Regions from separate parts of the Mus musculus genome. Here all the other regions are linked to region 1. A link is a contact called in public HiChIP or PLAC-seq and promoter capture Hi-C data. All regions are on one chromosome and are shown on one strand. The core of a region is the stretch at or near the end of the contact, and the rest is flanking DNA. Distances in the headings are between cores, read along the strand shown. Region 1 holds the start of Mef2d (myocyte enhancer factor 2D). Region 2 holds the start of Ilf2 (interleukin enhancer binding factor 2). Region 3 holds the start of Dennd4b (DENN/MADD domain containing 4B). Region 4 holds the start of Creb3l4 (cAMP responsive element binding protein 3-like 4).

Region 1 (3,859 bases), core at 642-3,141:
TGCACTAGAAGCTAGAGAGCCAGAGCAGAGAGCTGGGGCCCTCCAGCCCCATATCACCACACAGAGGGGGATGGGCAACCTGCACCTGCCTCCTGTCCAAGTCCCCCACACCCTGTTCCAGCCACTGGGCTTAGCAGAGGCAGCACAAGCCCTGTGCCCATCCCCCAACACGAGGCTTCCCATACTTTCTGTCTGGGTCCTGTTTCTTCTCTAGGCTCACGCCTGCATGAGCAAGGCTTGTTGTGTCTTTATTCTTAATCTTTAGAGTCTCTCCCTACATGAAATATATGGCAGAAAGAGGGAAGACATAAGTCTGATACAAAAGCTGAAGTGTGACCTTAAGTAAAATGCTCTACCACTTTGGTAAGTATGGGAATGAATGAAAGCTCCTGACTCCCTAAAAGTACACGCAGCAGTCACACACAGGGTCTATGTATGAAGGGCACAGCAGTCACAAACAAAGAACATGACCACTGAAATCCCAAAGCCTCAGTGTCCATTTCTGGGGTATATGGGAAAAGTGCTCTACAGAAGCTCCAGAATTCCCCAACCACCCTACATAACAAGGTTCTCAGCCACTCCCACAATCATCCCACCCCACCCCCATCCTGGAAGACGCAGGAAGGAAATTCATTCACAGGCAAGGCCATGGGAGTTGGGACAGCCAGGCTGAGCACTGGGGCTCGGTGGCCAGAGGCCAGAAGCTGGGTGTCTGAGAACACTGTCAGGTAACTCGCCAATGCTCCCCTCGGCGGATACCTACCGCGGATACAGGGAGACGAACAGAAGGTGGACAGCTCCCAAGGCCAAGCGCACTCAGTAGGCTCCTCTCCGAGATCCGGCCAGAGCAGCCCAAGGTCACCGTCCCAGACGGCAAACTTCCCACAGTCAGGCAGCTCAGACCCACTGAGGGCTAGGGGGAGGGGTAAGATCCACCACTCACACAGCCAAACAGGCCTCGGAGGAAACTCACACGGGTAGGGCAGGAGGGAACGGGATCCACCCACTGTACTCCCCTAGCCTGGCCCCAATGTGCCGGTCAGTCGTAGGCAGAACTGGCACTCAGGACAAGCTGGGTAGTCCAGGGCCACTGGGAACCCCGAGGGCTCGATGGAATCTCTGGGAGGCCTCCCTGCCCCATCTCTGAGGTGGGAGGCCGGGAGCACAGTAGTCCCTTGGGCCAGCCTCACCACTCGAACCCCACTCGCACTGACTCGGCCCGCACCGCACCGTCCAAGAGAAAGGCCTGGAGAGGTCCTGCCAGGTGTTAACAGCTGCAAACTACTGTCCAGGGGTTCTCCAGCCGGCGTTGCTGACACGCCCGACCAAGGGGGCCCCCACGGGCGCGAAATCGCGGCCGGAGCCACGTGCGTTGCGCCCGCCAAGGCGCGAGGCGACGGGGGCTCGGGTACCAGGCGCGGCTGTCACAGCAGACACCCCAGCACCAACACTGCCTCCGTCGCCCCGCCCGGACCGGGACGCTCGTGCCAGGGCGCCCGTACACCCCTCGCGCTCCAGACCACCCTGAGCCCGGCCGCGCGGCGTGGGGGAGGGGTTCTTAAAGGGGCCGACGCGCGTCGTGACTCACCAGCCCGTGGGGGGGACGGGGTGTCACGGCGCCCGGAGCCTCGGCCCGGTCCGCCGAATCCTCGGTTACGCGAAGCCGCAGCTCCGACGGGAAACAGCGAAGGCGCCGCGTCCACGCGGCCTGGGCGGCGCCACAGGGCCGGGACCCCCTGGTGCGCGCGGGGGCGGCGGCGGCGGGCGGCAGGCACGCAGCCGAGCGCCCAAGCCGCCTCGACGGTTGTTGATATTTTGCTTCCTTCCTCCTTTCGGGCTCCAAAGGCAACTCCTCCAGCCCCAGACTCGAGGCCGACGTAGGCACCGCGCAGCCTAGCTTGCGAGATGGGAGGGGGGGAAAAGACGAGAGTGATGGACAAGCAGGGGGCCAATGGGAGGGCCCCGCAGGGCTGGGGGCGGGGCCTGGCAGGGAGGCCTGGGACGCAACCCCGCCCCCTGCCCGCGGCCTGCGCCCCACCCCTTTGGGGCGCGCGACCACGGCGCGTGGAGCCCAGATCCCTCCGCCTGCGGGACAGAGCGAGGCTGCGGGTACCTCAGCACCCCAGCTCCAGAGTTGGCAGGGATCTAAGTAAATAAGTTCTGGGGAGATAAGAGTGTTGGTAGGCCCCAGCTCCTACACTTACTGTGTGACAAAGCTCCGAAGCCAGATCGCGCTCTCTTATCTCGTGGTTACCTGGGGAGCTCCGCTGCTCCCTCTACCTGTGACAGGTCCCCTCCTTTCCCCTGACCCGGCTCGGTTGACGCCCAGACATTTAAAGCTACAGTGCATAATTCTCGGGTGATCTAATCTTTTAGTGCCTGCGGGCCCCAGCGCACTTAACTACGGAGGGGGCAATTTAAAGGGGCGGGACCCCAACCACTACCTCCCTTGCCTCACAGGAAACATCCAGAAGCCTTGTCTTGAAGAAATATAACTCTCTCAAAAAAAAAAATCTTTTAAAATCCCCGACGGCCTCTGGGCGTGGTGAATTTTTAAGTGCTTCACAACAAGATTGTGCGCTCCATTGCTTCTGGACCTTTAACCCGTCAGACTTCCTGTCCGCATCCTGTCACTAACAAGTCCTCGGCTGGCTCTACCTGGAGCTTGAGGAAATGACAGAGTCTGGCGTGGACTTCAAAGCCTTAGCAAAACAGAAGCAAGAGGTTCTTCAACAAGCTAGGGTCTGCTTTACTGAACAAAGTCCCTGTTCTGGCTTCTTGTGGGAGAGATGAGAAGAGGCGACAAGTGGTGGGTTAGAAAATTTATAATCTCGGAGTCAGACTGTTTTGGTTCAAAATTTTCCACTATTTCTGAAAAGAGCAAAGCACATCTCTTAACTCTCCATCCTCTTGGGTAAGCTGAAGGTGGTAAGGCCAGGTACATAACTTGTGAATTTGGTGTGAGTTTAGTTCCCAGTAGACTAGTACAGTGCCTCGTGTTGCACTGTATGACCCACACGGGCTGCTCAGCTGAAAATGAGCCCTTTTAGGGCCTGCGTGAGTTCAGAAAAGGCTCATAGTGGGCCAGTTCAATAGGACTATTCTGCAAAGAGCTTGGAGGCATATATGTACCTCCTTAAACAGGAAGCACGTAGGCTTCTAGTCCCTCGGCCTCCCTTTTCAACCCTTCCACTTTGCCCCTCCTTCCAGAAGCCTGATTTATGTAGGATCACACATGGTCCCCAAATGTTGCTCCTTAGTTTTCCTAGTAGTATGGGGGGTGGGGGCACAGAGCTGCCAGTACTCCTTGAGCAGTCTGGTTTGCCCCCAAGACTTGAGTGAAGGCATCTGCCCTTCCCCAAGCCCTGGGAGAACACAGCCTTGTTCCTGCTTGTGGCTATGGTGGGAGCAGAATGGGAAAGTGCCCTCCCCGTGGGGAACCTCCCCTCACTTGTGGCCTCTATTTTTAGTGCTTCCCCAGGCTCTAGCTGGAGAAACCGTTTAGTCATCAGGGTGTTTATTTTTCCGGCTGTTTCCCGACGTCGGGAAAAGCAGAATGTTGAGACTGGAGAGATTCAGGGCTGCTGGAAAAGACGTCTTAGGAACAGGCCTGGGAACACAGCCTTCAGGCCATTGGGTCCCAGCTTGTAGGAAAACAAAACAGGATGGGCCCGGGACAGCTAAGCCCTCAGGAGTGTTCAACCTGCCTCAACCTTGGAGGCTCTCCAAGCTAGAGAACCTAACTCAGTTTGTTTCTCAAAACATAACCAAGGCCAGAAGAAAATTTTTTTCCCAGAATCCCCCTCCCCAGCCTCTCCCTAACTAACTTGGTGAGCTTCCAGCGAGCCATGATCCCAGC
Region 2 (3,859 bases), core at 959-3,458, 2.3 Mb before region 1:
AGGTGGCAGACACAAGTGGGTTTCTGAGTTCCAGGACAGCTAGGGCTACACAGAAAAACCCTATCTAAAAATCCAAATATAAATGAAGAAAGAAAGGAACTGATTATAACCCATCCGCCATGTAATATAGTACACACTTTTAGAACTGTGGAGGCAGAGACAGGCAGATCTCTGATTTCCAGGCCAGCCAAGGTTATAGATACAGACACTGTCTCAAAATAAATAAGTCCTAAAAATTATTTTTTAAAAAGACATTTTTTAGACAAATATTACAATGAAACTGTAAAGGAATTATTTTTCCTACCTTGCTGACTCTGTTTTCTATGTTTTGTTTTTGTTGAGACAGTTCACTCTAGTAACCCAGGCTGACTTTGAACTCTGAACATGGTCCTACTGCTCAGGCTTCCATTTCTGGGATTACAAAAGGATTACAGTCTCTTTAAAGACTGACTGGTGAACTGGCTTGTTTTTTTAAATATTTATTTATGTGTATGTGTGAGTGCCACAGTGAATGCATATGCATCCTGTGTGCATGAGCCTGTGGAAATCAACAGGGACATAAGATCCTTGGAAATTAGAATTACAGACAGATGTGCACCGTTATGCAAGAACTGGAAAAAATTTGTAGCCTCCACTAGAGCCATGTTATACCTGTAGCTATACCTATAAGTAGATAGTGACATATAATAAATACAATAATAAAATAAAATTAGGTGTTAGGGATATAGATCTAACATGTTCAAGGTCCTGGGTTCAAATCTCTAGCACTCATACTAAGTAAATAAAAATTTACACCAGATGTGGGAATGCATGACTGTAATTCCAACATTCAGGAGGTTGAGGGAGGAAGATGGTGAATTTGCAGTCAACTCAGTAAGTATTCATAGAGTTCCAGGCCAGCCAATCATACAGAAGACCCTCACTCAAACAAAGAAAAGATCCACTCTTGAATCCTACTCCAAACAGTATCTGACTCCATTAACAAGGGGGCTCCATTTCTACACCTATAAGTGAACAGGAAAGTCCTCCAAAGCCAAAATACTCACCAAATAAAAATCAAATGGGATATGGGGCACAAAAGGCCTGAACCTGAAACATGAAAACAACCCAAAGTTATTCAAGCAGAAAGCACAAGAGAGGTACACAATGCACCAACCAATTCTGTCTTAAGAATTGGAAAAGTTTCTGAGCTGTATCATTCTTAGCAAAAGGTCAAATCCACTTAGTAGGACATCAGGAAAAGAAATGCTTTTCGTGACTTTCATGAAATGAAATAGAACAATCTACTCCAAACCCCTTTCTACTGAAACAAACCAAGGCAAAGATGCAAACAGCCACACTCACCCTCCACCAGGCCCTCCTCTGGAACCAAAGCGCCCACCACGACCACGTCCTCTGTCACCCCTAAAAATACATACATTTTACTCTCAATTCGCTGAAAAAGGTCTCCATCACACCATCAATGTTATTTCAATTTGACTTACCTTGACCGCCTCGAACTACAGAAGTGGATAGATATTTCATGCTCTCTTCTCCCAGATTCCAAATGGTGCCCAATGACATCCTAATTCTGGACTTTTCCTTTTTCTTGTTTTTGAGACGGAATCTCATGTATCTCCTGCCTTACCTCCCAAGTGCTGTGAGTGCAGCTTTCGACACCACACCCCACTTCTAATTCAGGATTTTATCAAAACTCACATCAGGAAAATACGAGTTTCAGAACCTGATATACATACCCCTACTAAGGTAACCTACGATCGTGAGGCACACCAGTCCTAATATGCACAGTAAAGTGACTTATCATTTATTAATACAGCATTAACAGTTACGAGGCATGTACTATTGGTCAAACACTAGGTACCAGAAAATTGCGCAACGCTCCAGCCTACTTATTGCGCACGGAGGGAGATCTTCCTGGGCCGTTAAGACCTCTCCTCCATCCCCTCCCGGCCCCCGAGACCCAGGTATCAACACAACTCCCCCTGCTGGGCCCCGACCCCCTCCGGGCCCGATTCCCGGAGTCCGCCAGCCTCCTCCTGCTCCACTCCCCCGCGGTCAGGCTTTCCGCCGGCCGCCCAGATGCAGGCCCTTGTTCCTCCGACTCCATTTCAGCCAGGCCCCCGAGACTTCGGCTGGAACTTTCAAGCACCTCTGTCCACTTACCTCATGGCTCGCTTAATCCTGAACAATGGAGGCCACACAACCGCTCTTCGCTGGGAAGAACTAGGCTGGCTGAGAAACGTCTGGCCGGCGTGTCCCAACAAACGCCTGCGCGATAGGCTCCCGCCTCACTCCGTCCCGCGCGTTTATTGGTTAACGCAGCAACCAATGAAAAATGCCCTGTAAAGGAGCCAGCCAATAAGAAGACATAACAGGGATGAAGGCAATTTTCCCCACTGACAGCGGAGGGCGTTCAGAAGTTGAGGCGGTGAATGGTAAGCTCTTCTATGGAAAAGAAGAGAATGCTACCAGTGGGTAGCAGAGTGGCGCAGCGGAAGCGTGCTGGGCCCATAACCCAGAGGTCGATGGATCGAAACCATCCTCTGCTATCGGAGGCTTTGTTTTTAAAATTTTGACAATCTAATTAAATTTTCCTTTCCATAACAAGAAATACAATTCTTTTTTCTTCTCCAACTTTTTTTTTTTTTTTTTTTTTTTAGATAGCGTCTTTTTCGGTCATCCTGACTTACATAATACTCGTTAGTGTAGCCCGAGCTGTCATCAAACTCAGCAATCTCCAGCGTGTGCCGCCTCACCTGAAAACATAACTTTTACCTTATGGAAATATGAGAAATAACTTAATTCCACTTACCACCACTATTCCCTCGATAGCATTACTATTATATGATTCTTTTTATTGAAAAAAATTCATACAATATATCTTTTTTTTTTTTTTTTTTTTTTTTTTTTTTTGGTTTTTCCGAGACAGAGTTTCTCTGTGTAGCCCTGGCTGTCCTGGAACTCACTTTGTAGACCAGGCTGGCCTCGAACTCAGAAATCCGCCTGCCTCTGCCTCCCGAGTGCTGGGTCATACAATATATCTTGATCACATATTTCTCTTCCCCAGTTCCACCAGCTCCTCCCCACTTCGCTATGTTAGGTGATTCTGACAAGTATTGGTGTATTACTTACTTTCGTAGGCATATATTCCTTTCAAGTAACCTAACTGCACCTTCATTAAAATAGGGAATACTTTATCGTGTTAGCAAGGTGAGTCAGCAGGTATAATCGCGACAACCTGAGTTCAACCTCTGAGACCCACAGTGGTGGAAGGAGAGCAGCGATTTCTGCATTTTGTTCTCCGACCTCACTATAAAGGTTGTGGGTGTGGTGACACCCATAAACACAACATAAATATAACAGAATTAAAAAAAAAAAAAAGAACGCTATTTTGGCAAACATGGTGGAGCATGCCTTTAATTATAGCACCTGAGAGGCAGCAGCTGGAGGATCTGAGAGTTCAAGGTCAAACTATTCTATGTAGCCAGTCCATGCCAGGTAAGTCTACATAGGAGATCCTGCCTCACAAAAAGTCTTTCATCATCTCAGAAAGGTAACCATATTGGATTTCTACCATCATGGGTTAAGTTTGCCTTTAGATTTTCTTTTCTTTCCTTTCCTTTTTTCTTTTCTTTTTTTTTTTTTAAGATTGATTGATTGATTATGTATACAGTATTTTGCCTGCATGTATGTTTGCAGGCCTGGAGAGGGCATCAGATATATGGTCCTGAGCCACCATGTGGTTGCTGGGAATTGAACTCAGGACCTCTGGAAGAGCAGTCAGTGCTCTTAACTTCTGAGCCATCTCTCCAGCCCTAGGTTTTCTTTTAATTGGGAGTGGCTCAGAAAAGGCTCAGCA
Region 3 (3,859 bases), core at 696-3,195, 2.1 Mb before region 1:
CCAAACTCCACTCTACAACACACAACTGACATATTCCTCACCTATTCCTTTAAAGGCCTGCCTCTCCTTGCCCGCTACAATTACGTCTCAGAGAACACAGTATTTTCTGTAATGGCCTGCAATGACATCATTCACTCTGGCTACCACATTACACCAACTTTTGCTTTGTCAAAGGTCTCTGCTCTTGTAGCAACACCACAAGAACCTTCCGATGCAGCTAATGTTCTTAAAGCACCCATCCTTTCATTTCTAGAAGACTTTACAGATGCCTAGGAAGGCTTACAAAACCCAAGATTTAGCTTCTGCTCATCAGATTTCAAGTATCCTTTTTTTTCCCTAGCTTAACTTTACCTAGTTGGCCAAGCAACCAGGACTTTCCCATCTCCAGGATCCTTAGGTGTCTGTAGTTAGGCACAAAGGGACTGTAGGAGTCAGCTCCAGTCATGCCATGCCCGCGCCACCCAGCCCAAGACAGAATCGGGGCCACAACAGCCTATTGGTAACTTATCTCACCTGCCTCCATGGCCTGACCCTGGGGAGTGGAAGCCCCAAGAGTCCTGAGGTGCCCCAGGGTGCTGAAGGTGGGAAGAAGCCTGGCGGGTAGCTTGCAAGGGGCTAGAGGCTGAGAGAGTGCTTCAGAGGGGAAGGGAGGCTACTTCCTGAAATGGCTGCGAAGGGGAAGCTGTCGCTAGCTCAGCATAAGTCAGCCTATGGGTGTGTGGTATCGCTGGGGGGGCGGGGGGGATAGTACTGTTTAAGGTGCCAGCACAGCATCAGACCAACGCAGACCTCCCACTAAGGGTCCTGTGCAAGGCAGGGAAGCTTTTAGTGTCTCCAGGATGCACAGTCTATTTAACCTCCCGCTCTTCCTCAGAGAACTAGAGCCAAACCGACTGTCTTCTCAACCTGGCCTCTGGACACACATGCCCCAACTCAAGCTAAATTTAGCTTGAGCTTCTCTACATCTGAGAGGTGAAGCCAGGAGTCAGCGTCAGCCTCCTGATTTAACTCCAGGACACAGCTCACTCTCTCATCCACTGCAGGCCAATAGTAGTTCTGTGCTCCAGACAGTAGGCAAAAGCCGTTAGATGAGACCCTCTATAGGCAAGTGGGTGGTCCCGGATCAACAGGACTTGTGTGTCCAGGCCTTCCCTTATCCAGCCAGGGAAGAGTCCTATAGAATGCAGCCCCTTCTCCCTTGGGGGAAAACAACGGCACTGGAGCCACTTTGGGTCCCAACGCCCACATGCCGAATGACGGGAAGTCGGGGCTAGGGCAGAGGGCGCGGCGCGGGGGAGGTGGCTGAGCAAGAGGCCGGAGGGCCGAGAGAAGCGCGCGCGGGGACTGCCGAGGACGTGACGGCAGCAGCGCCAGCAGCCGCGTGACCCAGGCGGGAAGGAGGGGTGCTCTGGCTTGAGCGCCCGCGGGAGCTCCAGGTTGTAGGATGTCGAGCACAGCTAGCTAGCTCTGGGTTGCGCCCTCCCCTCCACTTTCACTTCTCTGGGAGGGAGGAAGCGGAACCAGATGCGCAGCGTAGAACAGCTGGGGACAGTCCCTGGAGCCGCCCGCCCTCCGCCCGCCCTAACCCGCCCGCCGCCCCGCCCGGTCCGGCCCCTACCTGCCTGCCCTGGGACTCCCCAGCCGGCCCGCTGGCGGGTGGCTCTGAGGGCGGGCTGGCGGGCCGGCGGGCGGCTGGGCTGCTATCCAGCCCCGGACATGGCGCACTCGACTTAGGAGCCGCTCGCGCCCGGGCTGAAGGAAGAAGCAGCAGCCGAGGGCGCCGGGCACGGTGGAAGAAGATCTGGGCGGTCCCAGCGTCCCCGCGCGCTGCGCCACGCGGGGACTGCTGCCACACCACACCGCTAGTTCCAGCCGCGCGGTCCTCCCGGCTCCCACGTTGCTGGGGACCCCAAGCTCTTCAACGCGCCCTGCTTTCTCCACTCATACCCGCCCCCCACCCCCCCAGGAGCCGCGGGCGCCTCCGCTATTCTGCCCCCCCCCACACACCCGGGCCTGCGGCCGTGACCCTGGCTAGCGCCGGCCCAACACCCTGCCGCCTGCAGTGCGACCCCTGGTGGCTGGGAGGGCCCCCTGCAACCAAGCGGATTCCCACCACCCGGAGGAAAAAGCAAGACACTGACCCCAGATGGCCCCGAAGTCAGAGTCGGTGCTCCTGTCCTGCCCTACCGTCAGATGTGGCCACTGTGCCACAGCGAAGGCCCTGAAGACCTAGACCTGGGAAACCCAGGTGACTCCCCACTTCCACGTTTAGAACCCACTGGCCAGAGCCAGAAACTCTCAGTTCTTCTTTCGAGAAATGACAAGAACATTGAAAAAGAGGAAGAAAGGCATGAAGCCGAATAGTGGAGGTGTAGCACTCCTTTCACTATGCTGGGTGAAGTCTAACAAAGCCTTCGTGGAACATGGTTGTCTCCCAAGGATCTATTGCGTTAAACCCAAATGGAGCAGTGAAATGGATGAATCGACATACAGTCCTCAGAACATGAGATTGCTTAGGTCCCCCAAACATAAACCAAGTAAGCCAGCTAGGCCTGCTTACTTCTCTCTAGAAGCATCAACACTGGCAATAGCCTCCTCCAGGAGAGGGGAGGATTTTCTAACAGAAACAACTGTGACTTGGGACAACAGCCTCTCCTTACCCAGGGCTTCAGAAGAGTAACTTGTCAGGCTAGTCACGGTGCCCCATCCCCTGATGCTGCAGCAGGCAGGGCCTTAAACAAACAAGGGCACATAAGGTGACTTCCTGCTGCCTCGGTGAAGTCTGTATAGGCTTTAGGATACATCCAGTTTGGGACCTAAATCTGAGAATGGTGCTTCCGCACAAGCACAAAAGTTCTGAGAGGATTAACGCACACCCGTAGCCCTAGCACTAAGGAAGCCAAGGTGCCAACGGGCACGTGTGACTTCTAGGTAGTCTGCCCTATGTAAGAGAAATCCTGTCAAAAAACAAACAAACAAAAATGCAACACAAAAGAACCTATGGCACCAAACCTCCTTAGGTCCCCAGCCATGTACCAAATAGCCAAGCACACAAAAGGTTTAATAGGATTTTTTATTAACATATAATATATTTAATAAAAAATAATATCCATTCTGGCTCTCTCTTCCATTGCAAGGGGAAGAGAAATAGGGAGGGGCTGGTAGTGCCCATCCCTTCTGGACAAGCCCTCTCTCCAAGATTTCCCTCTACACCTTGCTTCCCAACAGGCTCTGACCTCCAGACAGACGGTTTTCAAAGTTACAAGTGCTTTTAGGCCCTCCCTTGAATTCCCCCAAGCCCACCAGACATACAGCATTCAGGGGCCACCTGGCCAAGCCCCTTCCCTTTCCTCAGTTTTAGGATCCTTCATTCATATTAGAAAAAGGATCTGGGGGCAGAGAGTAGTCTCTACTGGCCAGGGGGAAGGGATGAAGACTGATGGGACAGGGCCATGAAGAAGGATGGCAGTGAGGTCCCCTCACTGTAGCCGATCACTACGGAATGAGTCCTCCACAGCAGGGTCAGGCAGCAGGGCACAGGGGTCACTCAGCATAGTTAGTCCTTCCAGGCCCAGTGGCTCCATGCGCAGCTCATCTTCTAGCCCCAGGCCCAGCTCCAACCCAGATGCTGACACCTCAAAGCCAGGCACTCCAGCCAGGGCTGCTGCAATCTCCTTAGAGAAACCTGGGGAAGAGTCTCCTGTGTGTACAAGAGGTGGGTAAGGATCTCAGGCCACACCTCCAGACCCCTCAAGCTCCTATCACAGCAGTGAGGCTGTCAACTCTTCCTGCCAGTCTCCACCAGCACCCACACTCCCTTACCTGTGAGTATGATATTAGGTCCTGAGCCATGGCGGGA
Region 4 (3,859 bases), core at 514-3,013, 2.1 Mb before region 1:
TGCCAGGTTAGCTCAGTGGTTAAGCCACCTAACTTCACAATACCCAGTATCCACATGGTTAAAAGAGAAGATTGACATCTGAGAGCTGTCCTCTGGCCTCCATGGTGATCAGTGAGTGGCACGTGAGCCATCTCCCCTCTACTGCCTGTGAGTGTCTGCCCTTACACTAAAAGAAAAGAGAAAGGAGGAAGGAAAAGGAAATTATAATGATCTCACAACTCCAGTGAGACCCTGCCTCAACCAACCCAAACAACAACAGACAAACAAGTTAGGAACACACAGTGATACCTTGCCTCAAAAAAACAAAACTAATGAACAAGCCAGAATAAACAATGAAATCCTGCTTTAAAAAAAAATGAACAAGCAAACAGCTCAAAATTAAAGCCTCATTTTCATCAGCTCTCCTCCAACTCTCCTTTAATATTGTTCCACCATCTGATACTTTCTGACAAGAAGGCAGCTGTAAGTGTGAGGTAAGAAAAATAGAACTTATTGGACACATCACTGAATAGATAATTGGTACTTTTGGGTTTTTTTGTTTGTGGTTTTGTTGTTTTGGTTTTTGGTTTTTTTTTTCAAGACAGGGTTTCTCTGTGTACCCTTGGCTGTCCTGGAACTCACTTTGTAGACCTTGAGGCCAGAGCAGTCTGCCTCTGCCTCTTGAATGCTGGGATTAATTGAAACAGGATCTTATGTAGCCCAGGCTGGCCTTGGCAGCAGAGACACTTCTGGTAAGCCTCTTGGGCATGAAAATTACTGGCATGCACTCCCACACAACCTCTGAAACAGGTTTCAAGCTACACTGATACAGTATCAGCTACTCAGGAGGCCACCCTGAGAAATGAGACCTCCTCACTCCTGTTTCAAAACACAAAACTATACATAAAACTAATAGTTTAAGGAAACAATAAGATTTCAAACCAAAAGTAAATGTTTGGCTAATGTATGGCAGTTTCCCTGTCCTGTGTCCCCCCGCATGGGTTAGCAGGGTCCCCAAAGTGCAGCAATGTGTAACCCGGTTCCTGGATCCACATAGGCCGATTGCACAGGTAGCTGCCAGAAAGTGGAATCCTGGTCCACAGGCTACAGGTCTGCCTAAGTAATAACTTGGGGCCTCAGAACCACGAGGTAAACAAACTCAAACCCAAACAACCTCTGTGCGGTTCCTACCCTCAGCACGGAAGCTTTAGCTCAACTTTCCTACAATATAAGTAGGGGCCTCTGGCTGGAACCCGGAGCCCTGCCAAATTACTTCTGGGATTCTTTTCTGCTGGTCTATTGTTGCTAACCGCGAGGGCGTGAGCCTCGAGATAGTCAGCCATTGGCTAGAAACCCGGTCCTAAGTCTTCAATGCCCAATTAGGATTCACCAGTGGAAGAATGCCTTGTGGCGCAGGGGGCCGGAGCTGGGATGGAGGATGCCTTCAAAATCTTGGTTTCTTTCTCTACCCTGAGATGGGTCTCCCACTTGTAAAGATTGTGGCTTCGAAACAGACACCTGGGAATCCTGTGTACCAGTCACTACTATCTCAACTCTTTGCTGACGAGACATCAAGCCCGCAGCAAGATCTACTAGCACTGAGAAAACTGACAGAAAGGGTGTGGGTACCTATAGTTTTATTTCTGTTTGCACATGGACAGTGTCTTAATATTACTCCCAGATGCAGGTCCCGACAGTGGTTCCTGGCCAGGTGCAACCCAACCCTCTCCCTTCCCCCACCCTTTCCTACCCCAAACTCCACGGACAGCGTAGTGGGCGGGGCCTGATTGGGCAGGACCAGGATACAGATCCTGGTGGAAAGAAAAGGTGTAGTGTTTGGGGCTTCAGCGGGCTAGGCTGGTTTGGCAGAGCAAAGTTCTCCGAACAACAACTAAAGAGAATAAAACAGGTAATACCCAGTGGGGCTATTTTTCTGAACCCAAAGATAAGGCCTGAAGTGTGTTCTCCTCCGAGGGGCTGCCTCATGAGAGCAGAGGAAAAGAGTAACTAACGGAGAAAATGCCGAGGAGCCCGTAGCTTCAGAGGCGAGGGCAGCCACCACCTTCCTTATAACTTTCCCTCCCATGCAGAAACATGGAGCTCGGGTGCCCTGAGTTGCTGGAACCCCCAGAAGATATCTTCTCGACGGGATCCTTCCTGGAGCTGGGATTCAACGGTCCCGCGTCAAAGGTCCCGGTGACCAGGGTACAAGAACAGGGGCTGCAAAGCTGGGAGATGAGTAGGGGCTGTAGCCCAGGCTGTTCAATGGAAGTGGGAGTTAGGTTGAGAGAACTCTGACTAGAAGCCTTAAGTCGTCACAAAGAAAGAGTTCTCATAATAGAGCCCACGAAATAGACGCGTATTGTTACTCTTCCTATGTCCAAGAAGGGATAGCATTGAAGCATTAAGGATCTAAGACTACTGTCAGGTAAGACTGTCAAGGTACTTCTTTGCAGACATGCGTACCCTCTCCTCCTATAGGGCCTTCAGAAGAGTGAACCTGACGATTTCCTGAACCTCTTTATCGATCCCAATATGATACACTGCTCAGAAACATCTCCTGGTAGGGACAGTGGGGTCTCTGAAGATCCTGGCTCCCCTGCCCAACAGGCTTCCAGTTCCCCTGCCCTCTATGAGGTTGTCTATGATTCAGGGACCCTACAGGGAACTCAGCGGGAAGCTGGGCCAACCTTCGGACTCATCTCTATTCAGATAGGTCAGTGTACTTTTTGGAAATAGGGCAACGCCCCTTTCAGGCCCAGCCCTGGTGGTGAGATTAAGGGGAGAAGGTTCCCAAACTGTGCCACTGCCCAGTCCCCGCCCTTACCACAGCCTTCTGACTCCTTTGTCCCAGTCTCTGTATCTTTTTTCAGATCAGTGGACCCCTGCACTTATGGTCCCTGATGCATGCACAGTCAGTGGACTGCCCTCCGATTCGCATAGACATATCCTGCCTAGGGTCAGCACCAGAGCCCCAGCACCTCCTGCAGCCATGGTAAGTCTCGACGCCAACCAGAACTGATGTTCCCCCAGTATACATGCCCTCATATGAGTGGGGGCATGGGGGAAAAGGGAGGAGACACTAATGAGGAACTGGTTTGCCCCACTTTTGGTAGCAGTGGTTTTGAAGGCCAAGGAGAAACAAGCAATTCTAAGAGCCGGAAAGTGTAGGGGCTGGAGAACTATAGGGGATCAGGGTGGTAAGGAATCATTTAAGTCTTAGCAGGTGCGATGAGGGAGCCTGCTGTCAGAGCTCAAGACCCAGTGTGCATTAACATTCAGTCAGAGCTACTTTCTCTGCCTTGCTCAGGAAAGGGAACTGGGACAGGACCCCTGGGAATCCACCTGGCTAATGAGGACAGGGTGATAGCGATAGCGAAGCAGCAGCAGGTGCTTGCACTAGAAGAACTGCCCTGTGGCCAGTGCTGTAGTGGAGTACCCTATCATGTCCCTTTCCAAGATAGGCTAGACATTCCTGCTGTGCAGACCAAGAGAGGCCAGTCTCAGGCCATAGTCCTCTCTCTACCCTGTGTACCTTGTGTCCAAAGGCAGGGAGCAGAGTCCTAGCCAACCTCTAAAACCATGCTTGAAGCTGGGACCAGAAGCCACAGTAGGGGTGTGTATATCAGCACAGGGTCTGTGCTTGTTTTATTTCTAGATGAAGCCCTCTATGCTTCATTCTCATGAGATCTTGGTTAGAGAGATTGGAAGAAACATGCTATCAAAACACTTGGAGGGGAAATTTTTTCCTTTAGGAAAGGAAGTGATTTAGCCAAGAGCCAAAAGCCATCAGAAAGCAAAAGTCAGAGGCAGAGAGCTGGGTCACGAGGCGAGAGGCCTTGCATGTAAGCACGAGGACCGGAGCTGGGAGGTCAGATCC

Evidence for each region. Promoter capture Hi-C pulls out the DNA fragments that hold promoters and counts their contacts. HiChIP or PLAC-seq counts read pairs in DNA pulled down with a chosen protein or histone mark. Capture Hi-C pulls out chosen DNA fragments and counts their contacts.
Region 2: a contact with region 1 is called in an H3K27ac HiChIP or PLAC-seq map of double positive thymocytes, with 6 times the contacts expected there. The contact joins the promoter of Ilf2 here to the promoter of Mef2d in region 1. A contact is called at or near these places in 2 of 115 datasets of contacts at active chromatin or transcription factors (double positive thymocytes and thymic regulatory T cells).
Region 3: a promoter capture Hi-C map of pre-B cells shows a contact between it and region 1, with 8 times the contacts expected there. The contact joins the promoter of Dennd4b here to the promoter of Mef2d in region 1. A contact is called at or near these places in 2 of 39 promoter capture datasets (liver and pre-B cells), 1 of 115 datasets of contacts at active chromatin or transcription factors (thymic regulatory T cells) and 1 of 9 other capture datasets (adipose tissue).
Region 4: a contact with region 1 is called in a promoter capture Hi-C map of adipose tissue, with 6 times the contacts expected there. The contact joins the promoter of Creb3l4 here to the promoter of Mef2d in region 1. A contact is called at or near these places in 1 of 484 Hi-C or Micro-C datasets (B cells), 2 of 115 datasets of contacts at active chromatin or transcription factors (double positive thymocytes and embryonic forebrain) and 2 of 9 other capture datasets (adipose tissue and liver).

Annotation. Positions count from the first base shown.
Region 1 is chr3:88,140,404-88,144,262 of GRCm38.p6, reverse strand. Mef2d (myocyte enhancer factor 2D) reads right to left here and starts at 1,891. Exons shown (of 12, transcript NM_001310587.1): 1 at 1,589-1,891.
Region 2 is chr3:90,474,550-90,478,408 of GRCm38.p6, reverse strand. It overlaps Ilf2 (interleukin enhancer binding factor 2), which reads right to left and starts at 2,208. Exons shown (of 14, transcript NM_026374.3): 1 at 2,164-2,208; 2 at 1,345-1,404; 3 at 1,047-1,089. The coding sequence starts at 2,168. n-TMcat11 (a tRNA gene) reads left to right here and starts at 2,478; the gene lies at 2,478-2,549.
Region 3 is chr3:90,263,321-90,267,179 of GRCm38.p6, reverse strand. Dennd4b (DENN/MADD domain containing 4B) reads right to left here and starts at 1,945. Exons shown (of 28, transcript NM_001356483.1): 1 at 1,619-1,945. Crtc2 (CREB regulated transcription coactivator 2) reads right to left here. Exons shown (of 14, transcript NM_028881.3): 13 at 3,823-3,859; 14 at 3,055-3,700. The coding sequence ends at 3,480.
Region 4 is chr3:90,241,047-90,244,905 of GRCm38.p6, reverse strand. Creb3l4 (cAMP responsive element binding protein 3-like 4) reads left to right here and starts at 1,763. Exons shown (of 10, transcript NM_001307934.1): 1 at 1,763-1,888; 2 at 2,070-2,184; 3 at 2,461-2,695; 4 at 2,853-2,974. The coding sequence starts at 2,074.